Linked DNA regions of Mus musculus: regions 1, 2, 3, 4, 5 and 6 are each linked to region 7. Evidence: chromatin contacts called from public ChIA-PET, Hi-C and promoter capture Hi-C data. All regions are on one chromosome and are shown on one strand. Each heading gives the region's core, a stretch centred on a gene start, on an enhancer-like site or on the middle of the called end of the contact. The rest is flanking DNA. Distances are from core to core; before and after follow the strand shown. Region 1 has its middle 34 kb from the start of Gm41927. Region 2 overlaps Zcchc2 (zinc finger, CCHC domain containing 2). Region 3 holds the start of Tnfrsf11a (tumor necrosis factor receptor superfamily, member 11a, NFKB activator). Region 4 has its middle 76 kb from the start of Zcchc2. Region 5 has its middle 22 kb from the start of Gm20753. Region 6 holds the start of Phlpp1 (PH domain and leucine rich repeat protein phosphatase 1). Region 7 holds the start of Kdsr (3-ketodihydrosphingosine reductase).

What was found. Promoter capture Hi-C pulls out the DNA fragments that hold promoters and counts their contacts. Hi-C and Micro-C count contacts between places; a contact is called where the count stands out from the background. ChIA-PET counts read pairs in DNA pulled down with a chosen protein or histone mark.
Region 1: a promoter capture Hi-C map of liver shows a contact between it and region 7, with 4 times the contacts expected there. The contact joins the enhancer-like site here to the promoter of Kdsr in region 7. A contact is called at or near these places in 5 of 39 promoter capture datasets (cranial neural crest, hippocampal neurons, liver and 1 more) and 2 of 115 datasets of contacts at active chromatin or transcription factors (astrocytes and double positive thymocytes).
Region 2: an RNA polymerase II ChIA-PET map of memory CD8 T cells shows a contact between it and region 7, with 17 read pairs. The contact joins the enhancer-like site here to the promoter of Kdsr in region 7. A contact is called at or near these places in 8 of 39 promoter capture datasets (the 3T3-L1 cell line, the HPC-7 cell line, cranial neural crest and 5 more), 1 of 484 Hi-C or Micro-C datasets (embryonic stem cells), 10 of 115 datasets of contacts at active chromatin or transcription factors (SST interneurons, bone marrow-derived macrophages, embryonic forebrain and 5 more) and 2 of 9 other capture datasets (embryonic stem cells and liver).
Region 3: a promoter capture Hi-C map of liver shows a contact between it and region 7, with 2.3 times the contacts expected there. The contact joins the promoter of Tnfrsf11a here to the promoter of Kdsr in region 7. A contact is called at or near these places in 4 of 39 promoter capture datasets (hippocampal neurons, liver and pre-B cells), 4 of 115 datasets of contacts at active chromatin or transcription factors (bone marrow-derived macrophages, craniofacial prominence, large pre-B cells and 1 more) and 1 of 9 other capture datasets (embryonic stem cells).
Region 4: an RNA polymerase II ChIA-PET map of memory CD8 T cells shows a contact between it and region 7, with 8 read pairs. The contact joins the enhancer-like site here to the promoter of Kdsr in region 7. A contact is called at or near these places in 3 of 39 promoter capture datasets (the C10 cell line, pre-B cells and second pharyngeal arch cranial neural crest), 1 of 15 datasets of contacts at CTCF or cohesin (large pre-B cells), 3 of 484 Hi-C or Micro-C datasets (LSK cells, olfactory sensory neurons and ventricular fibroblasts) and 21 of 115 datasets of contacts at active chromatin or transcription factors (the NIH/3T3 cell line, T-cell acute lymphoblastic leukemia, astrocytes and 13 more).
Region 5: a Hi-C map of CD4 T cells shows a contact between it and region 7, with 3 times the contacts expected there. The contact joins the enhancer-like site here to the promoter of Kdsr in region 7. A contact is called at or near these places in 2 of 39 promoter capture datasets (frontonasal cranial neural crest and hippocampal neurons), 1 of 484 Hi-C or Micro-C datasets (CD4 T cells) and 3 of 115 datasets of contacts at active chromatin or transcription factors (embryonic stem cells, large pre-B cells and regulatory T cells).
Region 6: a contact with region 7 is called in a promoter capture Hi-C map of liver, with 2.2 times the contacts expected there. The contact joins the promoter of Phlpp1 here to the promoter of Kdsr in region 7. A contact is called at or near these places in 23 of 39 promoter capture datasets (the 3T3-L1 cell line, 3T3-L1-derived adipocytes, the C10 cell line and 17 more), 29 of 484 Hi-C or Micro-C datasets (CD4 T cells, CD8 T cells, the G1E-ER4 cell line and 19 more), 19 of 115 datasets of contacts at active chromatin or transcription factors (CD4 single positive thymocytes, the NIH/3T3 cell line, astrocytes and 13 more) and 3 of 9 other capture datasets (adipose tissue, embryonic stem cells and liver).

Annotation. Positions count from the first base shown.
Region 1 is chr1:105,898,764-105,901,712 of GRCm38.p6, forward strand. No RefSeq gene overlaps it. Among named protein-coding and RNA genes, the nearest start is that of Gm41927, 34 kb to the right of the region's middle. Within about 2 kb of position 1,573, at least 9 of the 459 cell types and tissues checked have an H3K27ac peak or open chromatin away from gene starts, as enhancers often do. A contact at or near this core is called in liver, where this site is marked.
Region 2 is chr1:106,018,748-106,021,472 of GRCm38.p6, forward strand. Zcchc2 (zinc finger, CCHC domain containing 2) reads left to right here. Exons shown (of 14, transcript NM_001122676.1): 8 at 1,101-1,158. Among named protein-coding and RNA genes, the nearest start is that of Zcchc2, 30 kb to the left of the region's middle. Within about 2 kb of position 1,269, at least 41 of the 459 cell types and tissues checked have an H3K27ac peak or open chromatin away from gene starts, as enhancers often do. A contact at or near this core is called in the HPC-7 cell line, bone marrow-derived macrophages, memory CD8 T cells and 1 more, where this site is marked.
Region 3 is chr1:105,779,326-105,782,426 of GRCm38.p6, forward strand. Tnfrsf11a (tumor necrosis factor receptor superfamily, member 11a, NFKB activator) reads left to right here and starts at 1,398. Exons shown (of 10, transcript NM_009399.3): 1 at 1,398-1,504. The coding sequence starts at 1,427.
Region 4 is chr1:106,064,659-106,067,617 of GRCm38.p6, forward strand. No RefSeq gene overlaps it. Among named protein-coding and RNA genes, the nearest start is that of Zcchc2, 76 kb to the left of the region's middle. Within about 2 kb of position 1,308, at least 57 of the 459 cell types and tissues checked have an H3K27ac peak or open chromatin away from gene starts, as enhancers often do. A contact at or near this core is called in T-cell acute lymphoblastic leukemia, double positive thymocytes, embryonic basal ganglia and 3 more, where this site is marked.
Region 5 is chr1:106,147,814-106,150,775 of GRCm38.p6, forward strand. No RefSeq gene overlaps it. Among named protein-coding and RNA genes, the nearest start is that of Gm20753, 22 kb to the right of the region's middle. Within about 2 kb of position 1,423, at least 20 of the 459 cell types and tissues checked have an H3K27ac peak or open chromatin away from gene starts, as enhancers often do.
Region 6 is chr1:106,170,430-106,173,403 of GRCm38.p6, forward strand. It overlaps Phlpp1 (PH domain and leucine rich repeat protein phosphatase 1), which reads left to right and starts at 1,440. Exons shown (of 17, transcript NM_133821.3): 1 at 1,440-2,974. The coding sequence starts at 1,575. Gm20753 (predicted gene, 20753) reads right to left here and starts at 1,095. Exons shown (of 3, transcript NR_040630.1): 1 at 911-1,095.
Region 7 is chr1:106,757,921-106,761,042 of GRCm38.p6, forward strand. It overlaps Kdsr (3-ketodihydrosphingosine reductase), which reads right to left and starts at 1,822. Exons shown (of 10, transcript NM_027534.2): 1 at 1,624-1,822. The coding sequence starts at 1,731.

The DNA.
Region 1 (2,949 bases), core at 323-2,822, 860 kb before region 7:
CGCTCTCATGGCTCTGCCCAGGTTGCCCAGATGCAGTCTTGGCATCTTTTCTGGCACAGCCTTCAGCTCAGCCACACTTGTCACACGGGATTCTAACGTGTGGGCCAATCTCAATTTGCAACATGGGTGCATGGTAGAGCCGTAAGTTTGAGTTGAATGATGTGTGTGTTCTCTACCTTTTGACATGCTGCTCCTTCGTGATCGGTCCACTCTATCTCCATGTCCATGTGTCTGTGCATGTAAGCTTGTCTTCATGTGTTCTTGTGCATGCACATGTGTGTATGTGTCTACGTGAAAGGGAGTGGTCAAACTCAGGAGTTATTCCTTAGATTTCTCCCACCTTGTTGGAAACAGGATCTCTCATTGGGACCCGGGACTTGGTATCAGGCCAGCCTGGATAGCCAGAGTTCTCCAGAGATCTCCCTGTATCTGCTTCACCAGCACTGGGGTTATAAACACATGCCACTGTGCCTTGTTTTCTACTTGGTTCCTGGGATGGATTGCAGGTTCTCCTGTTGGATTTCCTCAGTCCCAAGCTTTCCCCTTTCTCCATCCATGCCCCACCTCATTTCCCAAACAAGAGCAGGAGAGCTAACTTCAAGGGGGAGGTTACTTCATCATGGTTTGTAACAGAAGCATAGCACCTGAAGACCACAAGCAATGGTAATTTCTCAGGGAAATTATTTAATTTGACAGACTCTCTTTCCCAACCACCCCCAATTCTTGGGGCAGATGGCTTTTGTGAGGGCCCCTCCTATTCCAAAGCCAGATGACTCAAATGTATGCCAGCCTCTTCTTGACTCCTGGAGAAAAGCCCCTGGAGAAATTTTCTCTTTCCCTGAGGACAGAGTCTTGAAGATTGAGTCAAATCGTTGAAAAACTATTTTGGGTAAGGGGAATGCTTTCAGCCAAGAGGTAAGCAGGTAGGGAGGTCCTTGAAGCAGCAGCCACCATCTTCACCCTCTTTAGAGACATGTATCTTTGCACATCCCATTGTCAAGGTTAGGTTTTACAGAACAAAGATGCTGAGAGACCTGGACTTGGTCCATATCTGCCTGGAACCTCAGGATGTGAGCTTATTGGTAAATGGGTTGTTTTAAAGAGTTGTTGAAAGATGTGTCAAGGGTGACTCCCAGGCTCAATGAGATTGTCCATTTAACAGAAAAGGATACACAGAGAAACCCAGAAGAAAGTTCTGGGACCAGAGAGCAGAGGCTAGAGGATGCAAGCACAAACCAAGGATGATTAGCAAAACCCAGAAGCCAGGAAGGGATGAGAAAGGATCCTGCTCAGAATCTGTAGGGGAACAATGGCCTTGCCAATCTCTTCTGGCCTCTAGAATGTAAGAAATGTATTTCTGTTACTGTGGGACATCCCCATTGTGGGCATATTTTACACTAGTACATCTTTCAAATGACACAGCTGTCCCCAAAGCCGCACTCATGCTTGGCTCTTGGATGCAAGGAAAGCCATTCCAAGACTGCAGGTTAGCCACACTACAGTCAAGGATGTCGAGACAGCTTTGCTTGCAGCACAGCAGTCGGGTATAAAGTCCTGGCAGCCATGTTGATGCTGGAAAGAGGCTGAACTTTGAACTCTTGTCAATCTGCTACAAAGCTCAGAACTTCTGAAGGGAATTGGAGGCCACGGCAGCTGTGTGGGCTCTAGCAGCTGGCAACCCCCACCCCCAAGAAAAAGGAGGCAACTGCAGGGCCACCATGTGCTAGAAAGTAAGCAATCAAACATATAAAAAACAGGCTGTGGGCGTAGTTCAGTTGGTAGAGTGCTTGTGCCCAGCATACACGAAGTTTTGGGTTCTATTCGAAGCACTGCATAAACTCCTAGCTCTTGGGAGGTGGAGGCAGGGTCATCCTCAGCTACCGAGTGAGTTTAAGGTCCGCCAAGGCTACGTGAGGCCATGCCTAAAGCAGAAAAACAAACAAGCAGCACTGTGTAAATCAAGACCAAATGGAAGGTAGAGCATGAGGTTCAGTCTCTTTCTCATGGCTCAGAAGAGCAGATCACCCAGGTGCTCGGTTGCCAGGTACTGTGTTTCACACCTGGCTTCACTGGTCATGAGGCACTCAGCCTGAGAAAACAACCTAACAATTAGTAGCTCAGAAGGAAACTTTTCTTTCCATTGTCTGATATATTTTCCAAGGCACGATTTCTTATTGTTTTCTGAGAGCCACTAAATGCAGTCTGCATTTCATATTTCAGCTTCAGGGATCAAAAGGCCCTTGCGTTTCTCTCACCCTTTCCCTGACCACAATTATTACTGGAAATAAAAGAAGAACCATCTGCTGCCTGTGATGTGTGCTTTCATTAACCTACCCGGAGTGCCAAGAAACCTTTGTCCCCTTTGGAGAAAAAAATACATTTCCCAATTTTAAAAGTCCTTGTTATGATGACTTAAGCCTCTGTCCTAGCGTTTATTTCTGTCCAGTGGCTAGAGAAGAAGGCATATTCTCCCCCGGAGAACTGAGATTCCAACCTCAACAGTCACCTGGGGTTCGATGCTCGTGTGTGGGGGTGGGGTGGGGGGGCTTCCCAGTTAAGGGCATGGTGCTGAATCGATCAAGAATAGAGGGATCTGGGAGCTAACCTGAGAAGTGGACAGTAGAGCATCTGATGCCAAGATTCCTTGTGGGCCGCATTCCCTCCTCTTCTCCAGTACCAAGCCTGTTAGTTGTATTACGTATGCAGCTTGGTCCCTAGAACTTCTGTGTGAGCAGCTCAGAGGCATTTGTCAGCTCAGAGACATTTGTCTGCAGGCTCCGAGCTAGGCCATGTAGGATGAAAGACAGAGGGAGAAAGTCGTGGGAAGGTGGGGACTTCTTGCTTTAGTGTTCAGAAAGGTAGTGCTGCAGCTCCCGGGATGCCATAGAAAGGATCTGCTGATCCGCAGAGGTGTGAACGTTGCTGACACAGGTCTCTCTCAATGGCTTT
Region 2 (2,725 bases), core at 19-2,518, 740 kb before region 7:
TTTTTCTGCAGTAGATCAGTCAGTGATATCATCATGGGATGATGTGAATCAGTGGAGAATTTATTCCAACATGTGAGTAAAATGGAGCATAGGAAATATATGATGAAACCCTCAAGCCAATAGGCACACAGCCTCCCAGGTAATTGAGAAAGTGAAGGACAGGGCCAAGACACCACTGCACGCACATTCATCAGACCAGTAAGCCGTTTTCACATCTGATGTCCAGGATATGACAGTAGGAGCTCAGACGTTATGGATGAGATGTTAATTGGCGCGTGTGTTTGCACAGACCACATGGCATGATGCAGTGAAGCTGGAGATCATGGCTACTACCTGCTGATTCAGCATCTATGAAATTAGACCATGTGCTGGCTGCACCAGGGTTTGTAGTGACAAATACCAGGGAGTCACCTGAATGTTTCAACTAAGTAGTCTCAGTAGACATACTAAGTATATCTGCTGGGCAGCAGTTAGAATAAAGCCCGCCATAGCCCTCTGTGAGTTTATGAATGTACTCACATGCACAGGTGGTTAAAATGGAGCTTTCGCTATAGTGTTTCAGCAAGTTAGGTAATAGTTAACTTCTGTGGAGGGGAGCAGGGGAGTAAAGGGTGACCTGTAGTCAGATCTCATACATCATTTCTTTTTTAGAGTAACTTGAGAGTGATCTTGTGGACTTTTAAAAATATTGAAAATTTTAATAGAAATAGTTTTACCTGAAGTAAATTCAGTTTGAAGTAACACGCTCACGTTAAAATTGCATAATTTTGAGTAAGATTGGTGTGCACATTTGAGGTAATTCAATAGTGTATTAGGCAATTGAAGATTTGTTATGGTATCTTCTGTAAGCTTGGTATGGTAATGCACACAGTAATCCTGGCACCCCGGAGGATGAAGCCAGGAGTTGGATTTGAGGTCAGCCTGGACCATATAGTAGACCTTGTCTCACAGAAACAAGTGGAAGTGCCCTGTGTGCTGGGAGCTAGGTCAGAGCTGGGCAGGAGCCCTCCAGCTGCGTCAGTCAGCACGAGCATCCTTTCAGTGCTTTGCTGTAGCACATAGTGTCCTGAATTAATTCACTCTTCTTTCTCCCACCCTAGATGTGTTACAGCACACCATCATCCACAAGAAACATGCTGGGAAAAGTCCCGCTCTGAAGTAGGTATCTAACTTCTAAAGTGTAAATGCCTTTGTACACCTTACACTCAGTCAGTGTTTAGTCAACTTCTCACCTGTGTGCTGTCTGGGAGTCTGCCATTTTCCTCTCGGGTGGGTTTTTTGTTTTGCTTTCTTTTCAGTTGCCGTGCGTGCTGTTTCCCTTTTGTCCCCTTCCTTCCTGCCCTTTGGGGAAGTTCTTTTGTGGCAGCCTTCAGAGTTACATACTGAATTTTATTCTTGTAGCTGCCCCCAAAATTGCAGTGTGTCTTTCACCTCTTAACGGGTAACATAAATTCATAGACAGTTTGTGCTTGCACGATTCCTTGAGTACTCTAAGGGACTCAGGTCACTGTATTGCTTTTGCCTGGGTTACAGTCATCCTGCATTTTCATTGTCTTCATAGTTTTAAATTGTGGCACTGTTTTCCAGCATTCATTTAGATCTCTTTCTGCTGTCTTGTCCCTCAGCATCCACCTATGATGGTTTCCCTTTTAAATGAATGCAGTTAGGGTGTGTGTGTGTTTGTGTGTGTGTGTGTGTGTGTGTGTGTGTGTGTGTGTGTGTGTATACACTTTGTATTACTGTGTATTGTACTGTGTATTATTGTGCTCACAAATCAAAGCCATCTACCACTGAGCTGTGCTTAGCTGAGTGAGTCTTGGTTGGCATTTCTTTTCTGCTGCCTCTTTGAAGCTGTAACTGACAGTCTTCTGGCTGTGTAGTTTTCATCTGCTGTGTGCCACCCCGTTGGCCTATCTCTGACACCTGATGTCTCTGGCAGATCAAATTGTTGATGTGATTTCTAGCTTACTAGTACTGCCCCTCATCTAAATGCCACAAGCGTTCTGCTCTTTTAGTCAGGACCCTCCTATGGGCAGCTGCTTTCTTTCTTTCTTTGTAGATGAGCTTGGGACTCCTTTGCTTGTGGCAGCCCTGGTTCCTCCTCTCTCCTGGGACTGAAGCCCTCCCTTCTCTGATCCACTCTTAGAGCTGTTCTTTCGGTAGCCTTTCCTCCTAGAGCCTTTGAGCTTTTCTCTGTTGTCCGTGATGGACTTTGTAGCTGTTTGCATTACTTGTGCTTCTAAACTCTGTAACTTTCTATATTTTGACTTTAGAAAGTTCTCAGCTTATGTCTTCAGATAGTCAGTTTCTGTTCTCTGAAGCCGTCTTGTAAGAGTCCCCGAGGTCCTTGTGTGTGGGCTGCTCACACATCCATCCCACTTGTCTCTTAGGTTTTTATGTTCCATCCTTTTGTCCTTCAGTGTAGCTTCTTCAGACCAAGCTTGTTATCAGCTCTTTCCCTCAGTTTCCCATCTGTTGAATTCTTACACTGGCTTCATAGTTGAAGACTTTACATTTGGTTCTTTCAGTGACTTGGCAGAACTCTCTGTCTTCCCAAAGTGTAAACCCAATAACTTCATCCTCTGCATTATTTAGGCCGTGGGGGGTTTCCAGTCACATTAGGTTGATCCTTCATAAACCTAATTGTACAGTTCCTCGCTCGGCAGCCCCTGCTGATCCAGGCTCTGCAGCCCCTCTGTTGATTGGACTGCAGGTGAAGCAGGGA
Region 3 (3,101 bases), core at 148-2,647, 980 kb before region 7:
TCATTTTAAATCAAAGAGTTCTACTGTAGTATTTTATTTAACACAAAATTGTATTGCAATGCATGAAATAAAATACTGTTTCCAAAATTGTTTTAGAGAAACACAAAGGAAGTCAATAATAAAAGTGGACTAAAGATTCAACAAACAGAAAAAATCAGAAAGGTAATAGACTTCAATTCACCGTATGTGACGATCACTAAATGTGCACGCTCCAATAGGAAGGCAGGAACAGTCTAAAATGTATGCTGCCACTTTAAACAGTCTTGCATGGGAAAGAATCAGATATACTACTTACATAGCATTCATAAGAAAGGTGACATGGCTACACATAAATGTAAAGTAGACCAGAATGTGAAATTTTATGTTGATCAAGAAGGGCATGTTGTGATGATAAAAGGTCAATGTACCGAGAAGACATAAATCGCTATGTCTCAAGGGAGTTTCAAGGATGAGAAAAACTGACAGAATTCAAAGAAATAATAGACAAATCCAGTCTTCCTTGTTAGAAAACTCCATAGTTTCTCAGAATTAGACGGAAAAACCATTAACATGGAGGTCAGAAAGCTGGCAGAGACGGTTCTGGCACTCAAGGAATTGAAAACACTGTGTTTCTGTTGACTGGGAGACAAAGCTCTTCCTCTTACTGTTACTACACAGAGGCAAGGCTGTATGTACCATTGTGTAACCAACACTGACCTGAAATTTGGAAAAAGACAAACCCAGAAGCCAGTAATGAGAATCCCTTAACTAATACGACAGGATCGCTTATTCCTGACTTTAAACTAGTTCTGTATTAGAAGAGGTAAGGTAGGTGACCTAGCGGTTCGGGTGAAGGGCTTCGTTAAGCATGGTGGCAAGTTTCTACCTACCTGGAAAGCTTGCTATGAGTGTTACAGAGGGGGTGAAGGGCAGAGACAGGTGCGGTGACTCGGAGAACAGCCAAGAGGAAGCGGTTGTTGGAGGCGGCCAGAATGAGGGGAAGTATAGGGCTGGGTAAAGGAGGTTTGGGGGAGCCGTGGACACTACATTGTGTAGATTCTTTAGTTACAGTTAAGGAAACCCCAACAGGGGTGCACCTTGTGCAGGCAGGGTCCACAGTGGCGACAAGGCAGGGTCCACTGAAGGCGAAGGACAACCTTGGCAGGGCTATCTAGCGCCTGCACGCAGGTGCTGCACCCAGAGAGCTCAGAGCCTGGGGACACTCGGACAGGACTCCGCGCGGGTCTGAAGCACTCGTGGAATGCCAAAACCATCTCTGTCCCGCGTCACGGCAGCCCACGCTCGGGCACCCCCTGGCGGAGCTGGTCGGCGGCGCGGGGGCAGGTGCCGGGCGGAGCCGGGCGCACGGGGCGGGACGAGGCGGGCGGAGGGCGGCGGCGACCGCCGGTCCACAGAGGCCGCGCGCCCAGCCCGCCCGCACCGCGCCATGGCCCCGCGCGCCCGGCGGCGCCGCCAGCTGCCCGCGCCGCTGCTGGCGCTCTGCGTGCTGCTCGTTCCACTGCAGGTAAGGATCCGCACCGCTGTCGCCTGTGGTCCCCCAGGGTCGAGGTCCTCTGGCGCGCCCCAGCCTCACGAGCACCAGGTGAAACTCGGGGTATCCGGATGGAGACCCCAGCTGGTGCGTGGATCTAAGGGACGGCGACTGGGAGGGTGCTGCGGCTTGGAAAGCTGAGGTTTGCAGAAGCCGGAACCTGGGCCACGGGATCTGTGGAGCACGGAGCTTGGGTGCTACCTTGTTTCTCCGGGTGCACCTAGTAGGCTCTTCCCATCTGTAGCTAACGCGGACCTCTGCGACCCTCAGTAAGATTGTATGTACAGACCAGGTTAGTGATTCCTTCCTAAAACCTGCTACCCTTGGGGGCGTGCTTTCAATCCGCGTGGGTCCCTGGGAGTGCAGGGTCCCTGACTTGGTCTTCACACCCTTCCCTATTTTAGTTTTCTCTCCATCTGCCCCACTGCGAAGGCGGAGAAGTGTAGGAGAGATGTCCTGGATGAGAGTTGGAAGTTTCTTTGGCCAAGCTGACAAGCTTTCCTTTTCGTATGTTCCCTTTTCTCCCTCCGCCCCACAAACAGTTCATGGATCGGCAGGAGTTGCTTGTGCTTAGAAACCTTTGACCATGTTAGGATGAAATATGTCTTTGCAATGGCAGAAACTAGGGTAGTGATGTGCCTCGAGCTATTACTGATGCCAAGAACAAGCCTTGCAATCCCTGCCTCCACCTGGGATGGGTCTGGGCCCAATGGTGATGGACAGGATGTAACTAGAATGCATAGTACTTGGGGACCAGGGCTTTTCTGGCAGCTCTTCAGGCACCATCAGCAGCCTAGAGGAGGAGGCAAAAGTCAGTGTGGAGAATCTCCTCCCTGCAGCCTAAGTCCCTGCAGGAAGAGCTCCCAGATCCCTGAATCCCGCGTTAGGGTCCCTCTGGAGTCGCTAGTGCTTGATAAAGAGCTTGGATCCCAGTTGCTGGTCTGCTGGCAACTGAGGAGTCTCACTGCGGTTCCCGGGAGTGATTTCTTTACCACCGTGTTACTCAGTGTGGCAGCCACCCCAAGCACCAAGCCAAATGTTCACTTCTGTCCGGGTAGACTGAGCTGTTCAATGAAGGGAAGCCTGCTAAACATCATGTGCGCTTGGGGGTTCCTCTGCGGGAAGGGAAAATGTCAGCGAGGTTTCTTGGCTCAGCAGTTTTAGATTCTCCTTTCTCCTGTTAAAACAGTCTTTGGCTTCTGTGAATGTCACTGCCCTAGGTGACCTGGCTGTGTTTGAGGTAAGGAGAGAAGAGAAAGGCAGCTTAGCTGACACCAGGACAGAAATAGTGCAAATGTACTTAAAAATTGGAGCTGCACAGTAAAAAGACTCGCTCTACTTCATTGCCAGCAAATTGGGTCTCTTAGAGTGGGTGAGGGAGGGCAAGGCGCGAGGACCTAACAGAATCGACCATTTGAAGCACTTCAAATGTTGCTTGCTTAATGAAGTGATCAACAGGTCGGACAGGGAGCTACCTTTAAAAACAAAAACAAAAACAAAAACAAAAACTAAAAAACCGGGTCTCTATCAATAGCTAGCTGCCTCAGAAAACCTGCCTGACCACACAGTG
Region 4 (2,959 bases), core at 58-2,557, 690 kb before region 7:
CAGGTTCATCATTAATTGAAGGATCAATTGTCCCTGCAACCTCTGATTATTGTGACAGAGCCTTTTTGTTAGGCTGTCAACTTTAATGATGATATAGCCTGGACAGTATCTCTGCGGACCGCCCATCACTTCCCACCTCCCTGTATGCTGGCTGAATGCTTTGGCTTCCCTGTGCATCTAGGTTGACACACTCTTTCAAAATATCAGCTCTTATGATTAACAACTGGGCTCCAAAGATCCAAGTCCCAGGTCTTAACTGCCAGCAATACAGGCTGGCCTTCCTGTTGGTAGGGCAGCCTTGAGAGCCTGCCAGCTGTGGGCTTTTCCTCCTTTGATCTGATATTGCTACTGATGCTTGACTGTGGGCTAGCAGGTTTAAGCACAGCCATTTGAGTGGGACAGAATCTTCACACACTATAGACTGTCTTTGTGTTATAGGAAATTTGATGACATTTAAAAATAAATCCGAGCACTTCAGCAATTTGGAAAGGACCGACTCTTACACTTGATAACACACCTTCAACTGAGGGCTCTCTCAGGCTTCACCCTGCTTCCTAACCATGATCCTCAAAACAAACTTCCAGTCAATTTTAGGATCCTCACCTAATAACTAGGCATACAAAGGCAGAACAAATTTAACTGGTTTATTTAGGATGATTAACAGAAACTCTAGTTTGAGGTCCAGCTCAAGTCTAATGTGCATGTGCGTGTGTGTGTGTGTGTGTGTGTGTGTGTGTGTGTGAGTAGGACTCTTGTAAATGCCCAAGAAGGTCACCGTACTTAATCTTCCTGGGGCCCCTGGCTGTTTCATCCTGATCTTGTTAGAAATTCACTTTGCTTTTTTTTTTCTATGCTTATTATGTATTGTTATGATGGAGAGAAGGAGGGAGGGAGGAGGGGGAGGGAGGAAGGGGAGGAGGAAGGAGGAAGAGAGAAGAATAATTTTTAGGTCCTGTCAATCTTTTGTCTTAAACACTTTGCCCAGAGATCAAACTCCTTTATCCCCTTTTCTGTTTTCCTTTGCTGGGAGTTTGTCTAGAAGGGTGTGCTTCCCAGTTGCTGCTCTAAAGACTCTAAAGAGGTCATTTTAGTCCTGGCTTCAGTAGAGAGGATGGACTGGGAGGGGTGGGCAGCCCAGCAATCTCCCTTCCTTCCCTTGGCTTGTTTATGTTTGCATAATCGGTTTTCAGCAGTAATTGTCTCATATATGAAAAGATGAGAGCTTATTTTGACAGCTGGCAGTGTCTTTGATATTAGGAGATGTCGTCTGGAGAAGTGTGAACCGAGAGAGATCGGAAGCAGCTGTTGGGCGGCAGCAGCCTGAGAGTGCAGCTGTGGGGTCTGAGAGCCAGGGTGGGGTTTGGGCTGTGGTCGGTTTCTCTGTTTCTGGTTTGTGTTTTTGCCGGAACATCATTAGGCTCCAAGAACCATAACTGTATATTTATAACCAGGAAAAACTGCACTGAAAAACAGGAAGGAGACAGAACAGAGATGTGAGGAGGAAAAAGAAAGACAGGAGAGGTGCTCAAACATGAGGTAACAGAGAAGTGGAAGCCACGAACATGGGAAAGAAAACCAGAAAGAGAAAGACAGATGGGCTAGGAGATGGCTCAGTGGGAGAAGTGCTTGAGTTTGGATCCCTAGCCACATAAAAAGCAACACACATGTGTTTGTAACCCAGGGCTGGGAAGACAGGGACAGGCATGTACTGCCAGTCCAGCTGAGCCACTGAGCTCCAGATTCAATGAGAGACTTTGCCTCAAAAGATCCAGCGGAGAGTGATAGAAGACACCCTATACTAACCTCTGTCCCCCACATGTATAAAATACAAACAAGTACACACACACACAGGCACACACATGAGCACATACACCTATGAACACTACACACATACACATGAACAACAACATACAAACACACAAACACATTCATGGGCATGCACATGCACACACATGCACACACATGAGCAGATACACACATACACATGCACACACGAACACACATAAACATACATGCATACACATGTACACACACACACACACACACACATATGCACACACACGCACACGCACATGCACATGTACACATGAGCACACAAAAAAGAGAAAAATAGAGTGTTTGCCAGAAAGCCCAATTGCCCAAGTCAGACCCTTTCTGAGATTTTGAAATTTTCCTGCTGTCTTTGCCATTCTGAATTGCATAGGCAACCACTGCCGTAAGCACGTGATCTGTGTGACTCCTGTCCTAGCATGCTGCAGACAACAACCCCTATGGTCCCTTTATTCCCGAGGCTAGGCTTTCATTTCATCACCAAAGTGAGAAATGACTGCCTGCTTTGTCATGGCTATTCATGTTTATACTCATAGGAAACGTGACTCTCTGCCAGCTGACCGGAGCTATAGCTGCCCTGGTTCCATGTTCCTACCCTAGCTATAGGCTGTAACTCTGGTTCTCCTCCCCTGTCCTCCACCTTCTTTCCTGTTCAGAGTGTTTCTTGTCAACAGCATCAGCAGCACATCCTAAGCTAAATTGTTTGTTTGTTTGTTTGCTTGCTTGCTTGCTTGTTTGGTTTTTGAGACAAGGCATAGCTATACAGGCCAGAAGAGCCTCACTATGCAGCATAAACTGGTGTGGATTTGAATCAGTATTCTTCCCTTAGCTTCCTAAAGGCTCACAAGCATGTACCACCATGACTGTAGGATTGTGGGTCCTGCATCCACTCTGCCACAGGGCATGACTGGGCCATAGGGAAGCCCCAGGACACCACTCGGAGGTGGTGAAGCACAATCTGAGGTGCAGGACACCCGGAGCTGGTTCCAGGGTCCAGCAGCCTGTGACGAGGCAGGGGCCATCTGGTTCTCAGGCTCTTGGACATCCAGGCCCCCCTGGGAGCTGCAAAAGAGCTGAGAATGGAGTGGGAGCCTGTGGGGTGGATCTAGCCTGGGGCCGGGGAGGAAAA
Region 5 (2,962 bases), core at 173-2,672, 610 kb before region 7:
TGGCAACTGGTGCCTGCTGGGAGAGGGACAATTCGTTTCTCCAATGAGTACCATTGGGTGTATCAGACACACTCCATGCCCAGGGATAAGCTGGCCAATACAAAACGGACTTGGTGGCTTTTAAAAATTTTTTTTGTCTTGTCTTGTTTTGTTTGTTTTTTTTGTCTTATTAGGTTTTGGTTTCAGTTTGTGTGTGTGTGTGTGTGTGTGTGTGTGTGTACGTGTGTGTGTGTACGTGTGTGTGTGTGTTTGTGTGTAAGAGAGAGAGAGGGGGGGGAACTTGAATGAGTAAGGAGCTAGGTGGGATCTTGTAAGACATTGGGGAGAGCAATGAATATTATCACAGTGCAAAACTCTGTTCTTCAAAGTTATTTAATTGTGCATTCGAGTTAAAAAAATCATTTTTTAGTACCTGAATGTTTTGCCTACATTATGTCAGTGCACTGTGTGTGTGTGTGTGTGTGTGTGTGTGTGTGCCTGGTGCCTGGCAGAGAGTGTCAGATCTCCTGGAACTGGGGTTACAGAGAGTTGTGAGCCGCCATGTGGATGCTGGGATTGGAATTTGGGTTAACCAATGATCTATTCCTTTAGTCCCCCAAGTGGGTACATTTTATGGATTATAAAGTATAAGGCAGTAGTTTTAGAAACAGTGTTGTTAAGGTAAAAATCAAGGCATTTTGTGTGTTGAGGAGGTTCTACCTTGATCTGTTAAATAGACCGAAGCTCATTATCTGTGTAAGTGTGGTAGCATAGCCAAGCATCGGGGAAGGATGAAAGGAAGCATAGCTTGGACGGCTGTGCGTGGAAATCTTTGTGAATAAAACAAAAGACAGCAGGCTTTCCCTGGAGAGCGAGGTCAAGACAGGCGTTCCCCTGTAAACTCTTTAGCATTTTCTTTATTATAAATTCCATGTGTATATCACCTCTTCCAAACACATGGATAATTAAACATTTTTGAGTCGCCAGTATACCACAAGCCAAAATAGACATTCAGTATTTGAGATTAGTTTTCAGAAAATGAAGAGCCATTTTCCCACCATGTGTGAGGCTGGCTAATGAAGGAGCTGCCAGATCTCATATTTGCCCTCAAGTGCTAATAATAGTCCAGTCCCCTCCAGCAATGAGTCTCATCGCACAGCCGGTACAGTTTTATTATGTGGCCATGCTTGAGATCGCAGGCTATGTGCTTTTTTGGCCTGCTTTACCTCTTTACATAGAGACCGAGGGAAAGAGTCTTCTATGTAAATTGTTCCAGGGAAAAGGGACTATGTAAACATTAAAGCAATACATGGTATTGAGAACTGGGTGCCGAGGCCCTATTTTTATATCTGTACTGATTTTGACCACTTGCTGGGCTGTGGTTAAAAAGGGAAATGTATGACGACGTTTGCTTTTCCTTTTAACAACCCTGGCCGTCACGCAGAGGAGCATATTACTGCTTCTCGGTCTCTCTGCCCTTTCACTTGCTCTAATTTCATGCAGTCTGAGGTGGAGGGGATTACTTTTTTTAACTGCAGTAAAATAGTATCATAGAAGAGAGTCCTGTGATAGAGCAGTTGACTTCTGAAGAAAACAGGGGAACCAGGCACTTGTGAGTTATGGGCCAGCCTCAGCTACATAAGATAATTCAAAGCAAGCCTCAGCTACATGACCCTCCACACACACACACACACACACACACACACACACAGAGAGAGAGAGAGAGAGAGAGAGAGAGAGATTAACACAACTAATACTTCCTTTCTTAAATTATTTCAGAGACTTAAAATATATCAGGCATCAATTCTTCCTGATGCTTCTATCGGACCATGTGATGTGTGTTCTGGTTTTTGGGACCTTTAAAGTCTTTGCAAGTGAGCTTCTCCTCAGCCATGCCGTTGCATATATGGCTGTGTGAGTTCATGCACATGAGTGTAAGAAGGACAGAATTCTACTATCTTCTTCTACCCTGTGGTTCCCCCACGAATTGAACTCAAATTATCAGACTTGACAGCAAGCACCTCTCCTGGAGGATTCATCTTGCTGTGCCATAGAACCTCTAGTCCATCATGAGGTATTCCTCTCAAGCATAAAACCCTTGAGATATGATGGATATCATACCCAGGCCCTTGCCATTTCTGGTGGGTCTGTGAGGCAGGCAGCAGAAGGCATCAGGGCATTTGATTGTAACCACTGTCTTATCAACAGAGATCAATTGATCTTCCCTCCCCCCCATCCGCTATTCCCACCACCCGGTTCCCTGAGCCAACTCTCTGGGTTGGCTTGGGAGTGATTGGAAAGCAGACTGTGATTTCCTCAAATACATATTTCTTGGAGTTGGGGAGATGGTTCAGTGGCTAGGTACTTGGCTTACAAATCTGAGGACATAAAGGTCAATTGTGTGTCAACCAGTAATCCCAGATCCAGAAGAAGGTGACAGGGGAACCCCAGAACAAGCTTGCTAGCGCAACTAGTTATTGGGGAGCTCTGGGTTTGACTGAGAGACATGCCTAATGGCTAAGAGAAAACAATATGCCCATCACCAGTCTCAGATCCCCACATGCACACACACAGATATGTGCATATTCACACACACATATGCCACATGCACACTCACACGCACTCATAGAAATACAAATAGAAAAAGTGTATTTCCTTAATTCAATAATTTCAAAATGAGGTTGTTATTCGAGTTGATTGTAGCCAAGATAAGGTAAAAGAAAAGCATCCATGCCGAGGTTTCCTGGTCTCCCAAGCAGATCTGTTTGTGTAGTACATCTGTTCTCATAGTATGTGTCCTCGTAACGTGGATAGGGCATGATTAAATACACAGCCCTCCCCTGCCTGAGCCTCCCCTTTATACCTGTGTGTCCTCAGCATCATTCCAGGGAATGTGGGAAGAATGGACAATATTAGGTTAAGACCTCTGGTCCAGGCATGTCTTAATTCCTTTGAGAGCAGCTTCCAACTTCCGGGAATTCCT
Region 6 (2,974 bases), core at 190-2,689, 590 kb before region 7:
TAGTCTATCGAGTGTCAGGAAGAACTTAATTTAAAAAAATTATTATCATTATGTATAGGAATGATTTGCCTGGAATATGTCTATGCATTACATTGGAGCACTGTCTTCAGGGTGAGCTATTATATGGGTCTTCTTGAAGAGCAGCCCACGCTCTTAGCTGCTGAGCCCTCTAACTCCGGAAAAAGACTTTTAATTAGTGTCTACATCTGCAATGCCATCATGAGAGTGGCAACTCAATGACCAACGTTTATCAAATTATTTCAAATAGTTAATTGCCCTAAACCAGCTTGGTTCAACCAATAAAAAAATGTTTATAGATCATACAATGTAACAGTAAACACCCATACAACATAGGTAGAGCGTAGGTGGTGAGCAGTTTGTGGACGGAAGTATGGAGAACAGACTAGACTGGGAAACCTTGTCTCATTCACCCTTTCTACCCGGCCCCGAGTGCGGAAAGAAAAATCCAGAAAGAACCAAGAGAAAGCAAGTCTATCTCCTATCCCACTATGACTCCATTTTAATATTTCTTCCTTCGTCCACTGCTTTGTGTCGTTAAGCTTCTTTTAAGCTTAAAACCAACGGGATACAAGGCTCCAAGCAGGTCCTTAGCTATTTCTGTCCTAATAGGGGAGGGAGTAAATGGGTTTAATTTGAGTGCAAACACTGCTAGCTTTCATGGGCCTTGAAAAAAGTGCGGAAAAAGTCAGGAAGACGGGGCCAGCGATCCTGTGAACTGTGTATGTATTTTTGTCTCATACAAAGGCCTTACCTAGAGTTTAGAGTTCCTAAAAACTCTCAATTTCAATTAGCCAGGAAAATAAAACTCATCTGGCAAGCAGGAGAGGATCAAGTTAATGAAAAACGTTCACAGGACACAGAGTTCAACGGCAGAGGGCACAATACCCACCAACAAGGGCCAGAAGCTGGAGGAGAGGGTGGGCAGAATTTGATGATATCTGGGCCTTGTAGTTCGCTGTTGGTCTCTTCTGGGTATCCTCGACACGAAGATGAACTACAACCCCCACTGTGCAACGCGAGCCCCTCTCGCCACCTCTCCTCTATGGCGAGGACAAACCTCCTGGGAAACAGCTCCGCCCCACCCCCGTACGCACGCGTCACGTTTGTTTACCCTGAGGCCCCGCCCCCAGCCTCCCGCTCTCCGCAGAAATGTCGTCATGCTAACGATGCATATTCATGATCAACTCCGCCCCGCCACCGCCCGCCTTCCCGCGCTTCATTAATATTCATGAGGCGAGCTCGGGCCGCAGCTCCCGGGAGCTGAGGCTGTCCAGCAGCGGGCGGGGCCTGGCGCTGGGGAGCCCGCGACCCGCGGGGAGGGTGTGTGTGGGGGGGCGGTGGCGGCGAAACGGGCGGGCGGCGCGCGGGATGGAACACCGAGACACCGACGGAATGCTCCGGATCGCCACATAATCCTCTGGAGCGGCCGCGCCGAACGCCATCGGCGTCTCCGTTCTCTTCGCGCCGCCGCCGCCGCCGTCTCCCACCTTCGCCTCACCTCCTCCTCCTCCGCTGCCTCCGGAGCTGGGGGAGCGACGTGAAGCCCCGCTACGATGGAGCCCGCCGCTGCAGCCCCGGCACAGCGACTCGCGGACCCCACGGGTGAGGACCAAGCCCTGGCGGCGGCGGCGGCCGAGGGCGGCCGGTGTCCGGATCCCGCGCTGAGCGCGGCGGCCCCGAGCGGCGGGAACGGCGGCGCGGCGCGAGAGGAGGCCCCCTGCGAGGCGCCGCCGGGGCCGCTGCCCGGCCGCGCCGGAGGCACCGGGCGCAGGCGGCGGCGGGGAGCTCCCCAGCCCGCGGCCGGTGGGGCCGCTCCGGTGCCCGCGGCCGGCGGCGGCGCCAACTCGCTGCTGCTGAAGAGAGGGCGGCTGAAGAGGAATCTGTCGGCCGCCGCCGCCGCCTCGTCGTCCTCGTCGCCGTCCTCGGCGTCTTCGGCCGCTGGCGGCCTCCCGGCGTCCTGCTCGGCCTCGGCGTCGCTGTGCACCCGGAGCCTGGACAGGAAGACGCTGCTCCTGAAGCACCGGCAGCTGCTTCAGCTGCAGCCGTCGGACAGGGACTGGGTGAGGCACCAGCTCCAGCGGGGCTGTGTGCACGTCTTTGACCGCCACATGGCCTCGTCCTACCTGCGCCCAGTGCTCTGCACGCTGGACACCACGGCCGCCGAGGTGGCGGCCCGGCTTCTGCAGCTGGGCCACAAAGGCGGCGGGGTGGTGAAGGTGCTGGGCTACGGGCCGCCTCCCGCCGCCGCCCCTGCCGCCAGCGATCAGACCCTGGACGGAGAGCACGGAAGGGACGTGGAGCCACCGCCCTCGAGCGGCACTGTTGGTGCTGTCCGGGGCCCTGCGCGCGCGCCTCCCGCCGATCTGCCGCTGCCCGGGGGCGCCTGGACGCGCTGTGCACCCCGCATCAGCCCCGCGCCTTCGGACTCCAGCCCCGGAGAGCTGTTCGCGGGCGGCCCCGGGTCCCCTCCCCGCGCCCCGCGCCCGGCCTCTGACACCGAGAGCTTCAGCCTGAGCCCCAGCGCCGAGAGCGTGTCAGACCGGCTGGACCCCTACAGCAGCGGCGGCGGCGGCTCCTCGTCGTCGTCGGAGGAGTTAGAGGCTGATCCGGCCATGCCCCACCGCCCCGGCCGCCCCGCGCAGCCTCGGCCGCCTTCCCCGAAGACCTCGGCTTTACTGCAGCCGAAAGCCCCGACGGGCGTAGACAGCACTGGCGTGATAGCGGGCGAGGGTCCCGGAGACGATAAGGCGATGGCAGCCGCAGCTCCGGACGTTCCTCTGTCGACTTCGGGGAGGATACGGGAGACCGTGCAAAAGACATCTCCGCCCTCCCTGTATGTACAGCTCCATGGAGAGACTACCCGGCGCCTGGAGGCGGACGAGAAGCCATTGCAGATCCAAAATGACTACCTCTTCCAACTGGGATTTGGGGAGCTGTGGAGGGTGCAGGAGGA
Region 7 (3,122 bases), core at 572-3,071:
TTCCCAAAGAATCAATAAAAATATGTTGGGAAAAAGAATGCGTCTATTGAAACAGCCCTAACCTCCTCTGTGAAAGAGCCGGGGACTGGGGACACAAGAACAAGTACCAAGGGTAGTTGTGAGTACCTTGTAGTTGTCGAATTAGTTTTCATTCTGACTTTGGCTCTCCTCCCTTGCCCCACAGCTGAGCTATACAAGCACAAGTTGATTCAGCGTTGTGTATGTAGGTGCACCTGTGCAGAGGCTGGCAGTGTCTGGCATTTCAGTCACCCTGCACCTTAATTTTTGCGACAAGGCTTCTCCCTGAACCTGAAGATCATTCGTGCGTCTAGGCAAACTATCCAGTGAGCTCCAGGGATCCACAGGTTGTGGCCCCAGTGCTGAAGTTAGAGGCATAGGCCCAGTGAGCATGTGGGTGCTAGGGACCCTAACTCAGGGCATGATGCACGGCAAGCACTTTACCAACTGAGCCATTTCCTCAGCCGGCAAGTTCAACTGCTTTAGTCACGATTTTGTGGATGTAAAACTTTAGCAACTTGGCATGATTGTAAACTTTGGCTTTTTCTAATAACTCTTTCCACATCATGCATAGCAGCAGCTGGGAATAAATCAGTAATTTTACAAAAGACAAATTAATGGAAACACATGTTGTCATCCAGAAATTCTTGTTTGGGATAAATCATACTAAGATAACCACTCTATCCTGTAACAACGCAGTGGGGACTTACTTGGATGCACTCATGTAAGTCACCTAAGGGCACCAAGGAGATTCGTGCTGCCGGTTTGGATACTAGCTGTCCTTATTCGCAACTCCTCGCCTCACTGTGCCTCGGGTTTTGGGTCTATATAGGACACCGAGGAGAAATGCCAGAGTTGAGGCTCTGAGCTGTGGGGGCGGGGTGGAGGCATAGCCAAGCCTGCACATAGGAACGTGCGAGCTTCCGGACTTTAACAAACCAAACCACTCATATCTCCTTCCATCTTAAGCTTCTAATCAAGCTGGTTAGCTCTTCCTTCTGACGCCAGAAAGGACTGCACTTGAGCAGTACTCAGCAGACCCTGGCTGAGTTCAGAGACAAGCCTGCTGGCCAAACCTGCCAGGCCACCCCTCAGGTGTATCACTTCCTAGAAGCCTCTGGGGGCTCTTTGTCACTTGCACACGACACCCTACAGTCTCAGCTGCCTGGGCCAGCCCCAGAGGCCCAGACCCCCTCCTTGCTGTGGGCTCCTTAGGATTCCCTGGCTGTGGCTACTCCCATCCGGGTTTGCGCCCTTATCCTGCTAGTCACCGACTGCCGTGTCCTTGGCAAAGTTTCTCAGTCTCTCTGTTGACTCATTGGGGAAACTGAAGATCCAAACAGTGGCAGACAGGGATGCTCCGGGGATCAGCGAGCAGCAGAGCCCCTGAGTCCTGGAAACTAGGCTGGCGCCTTCTCCACGACACTGCCCTGTAGCCCGGCGCCTTGGAGGGCGGGTTCCTGAGGTCCGACAGGGCAGGGCAATGCCGGGGCTAAGGCAGTAGGTAACCCGCCCCACTCAACCGTTCCTTTCCGGGACCGTGGTCTCGTTGGCCCAAGCCGGCCAAGCAGTCCTGGGCAAGCTCAGCAACAGGAGGCCACTCACCACTACGTGCGCGCCGGGCAGCGCGAGGGGCTTGGGACTGATGAGCGGCGACACCATGTAGAGGAGCAGCACGAAGGCCACGAGGCCGGCAGCGGCCAACAGCAACATCTCTGCCGAGCGACTACTGGGAGATCACATGCACCAGCAGCCGGGAGTGTTTGGGTTTGCGAGCGAGGGCGGGACGGCGGCGAAGGGAAGAGGAGGAGCCTGGGCGGGGCGGTCTCCGCTGTCGGACTAGCTCCTGGGCCCGCGCCCCCTTCAGCTTCAGGCTGCGGCTGCGCAGGCTGTGCGTGCGTAGGCTCCGGGTACTTGGCCTCCCCGTTGGCCCGCCCGCCAACGTCGTGGGAGGCTTGCAAACGGTGGCTTTTGGATCCACGGATTTTGTTCTGTGCCTAAGTCCTGGTATTCTTCTTTGAAATCACAGATTCCAGTTCGTGTATTTATGGCTCACTCAGAAAATGGTCACCGCTCCCTTTCGCTTTGAGCGTTGACTTGGATTTCTGATAATTGAATTTCGCTGAAAACTGTACATACATCCTGTAACCAAAGCAGATGCAAACGCGGAGGCGCGGGGAGCCACCGTTGTAGAGATTTAATTCCAACATCTGGTCCACCGACTTAAAATAGTTTTAGTTTAGTGTCTAAACTATCGCCACAGTCTTTTGTCGCCCTACACAGCAACCCTATAGTCATTAACAGTCACAGTTCAGTTTCTCTCTCTCTCTCTCTGTATAGCCCTGGCTGTCCTGGAACTCACTTTGTAGACCAGGCTGGCCACGAACTCAGAAATCCACCTGCCTCTGCCTCCCGAGTGCTGGGATTAAACGCGTGCACCACAACGCCCAGCTCATTTTCTCTTAAATGGTGCAGTTATAGGCAATCACAAAGCTCTCTGGACTTGTCTATTCATACAAGTGGAGTTCTAATAATATGCCCTCTGCAGTGCCTAGCTTCTTTGACTTAGCATACTAAGATTCTTCCATACTGTACCTATCAGTATTTAATTTCTTTTTATTGTTGATAATATCCTAGTGTAGGCTAGATTATTTTTTCACTCATCACTTTTTGATCAAAACAATAACAAAAGAAAAAAAAAGCTACTGGATCCAAAAGGAAGGAAGGTCTTTTGCTAGAAAGCTTTAAGTCCTGTGCTAGATCCCTCTGGCCCCACAAGGTAGGTTGTCCTCTGACCTCTACTAGTATGTCTTGGCGTTCACCATCACACTCACTGAATACATTTTTGGTAAGGTCATGTATGGCCAGCCTCCTTTAAACAAAGCCATTCCTATTAAACCTCCCCAAAGCAAAGAAAGAACTTACTTTCTGGATTAGGATGATATAAAGCTAACATCTAGCCTTTGGCCAAAGCTCATTTGAGCAAAACAAACCTCCAACACTTGGAGGGTTCACTGGGTAGCCAGAGATTTTAAACTCTATTTCTCAATATAGCTGGCTATCCATATTGTATTATAATCGTAACAAAGAACAACCTGTGCTAT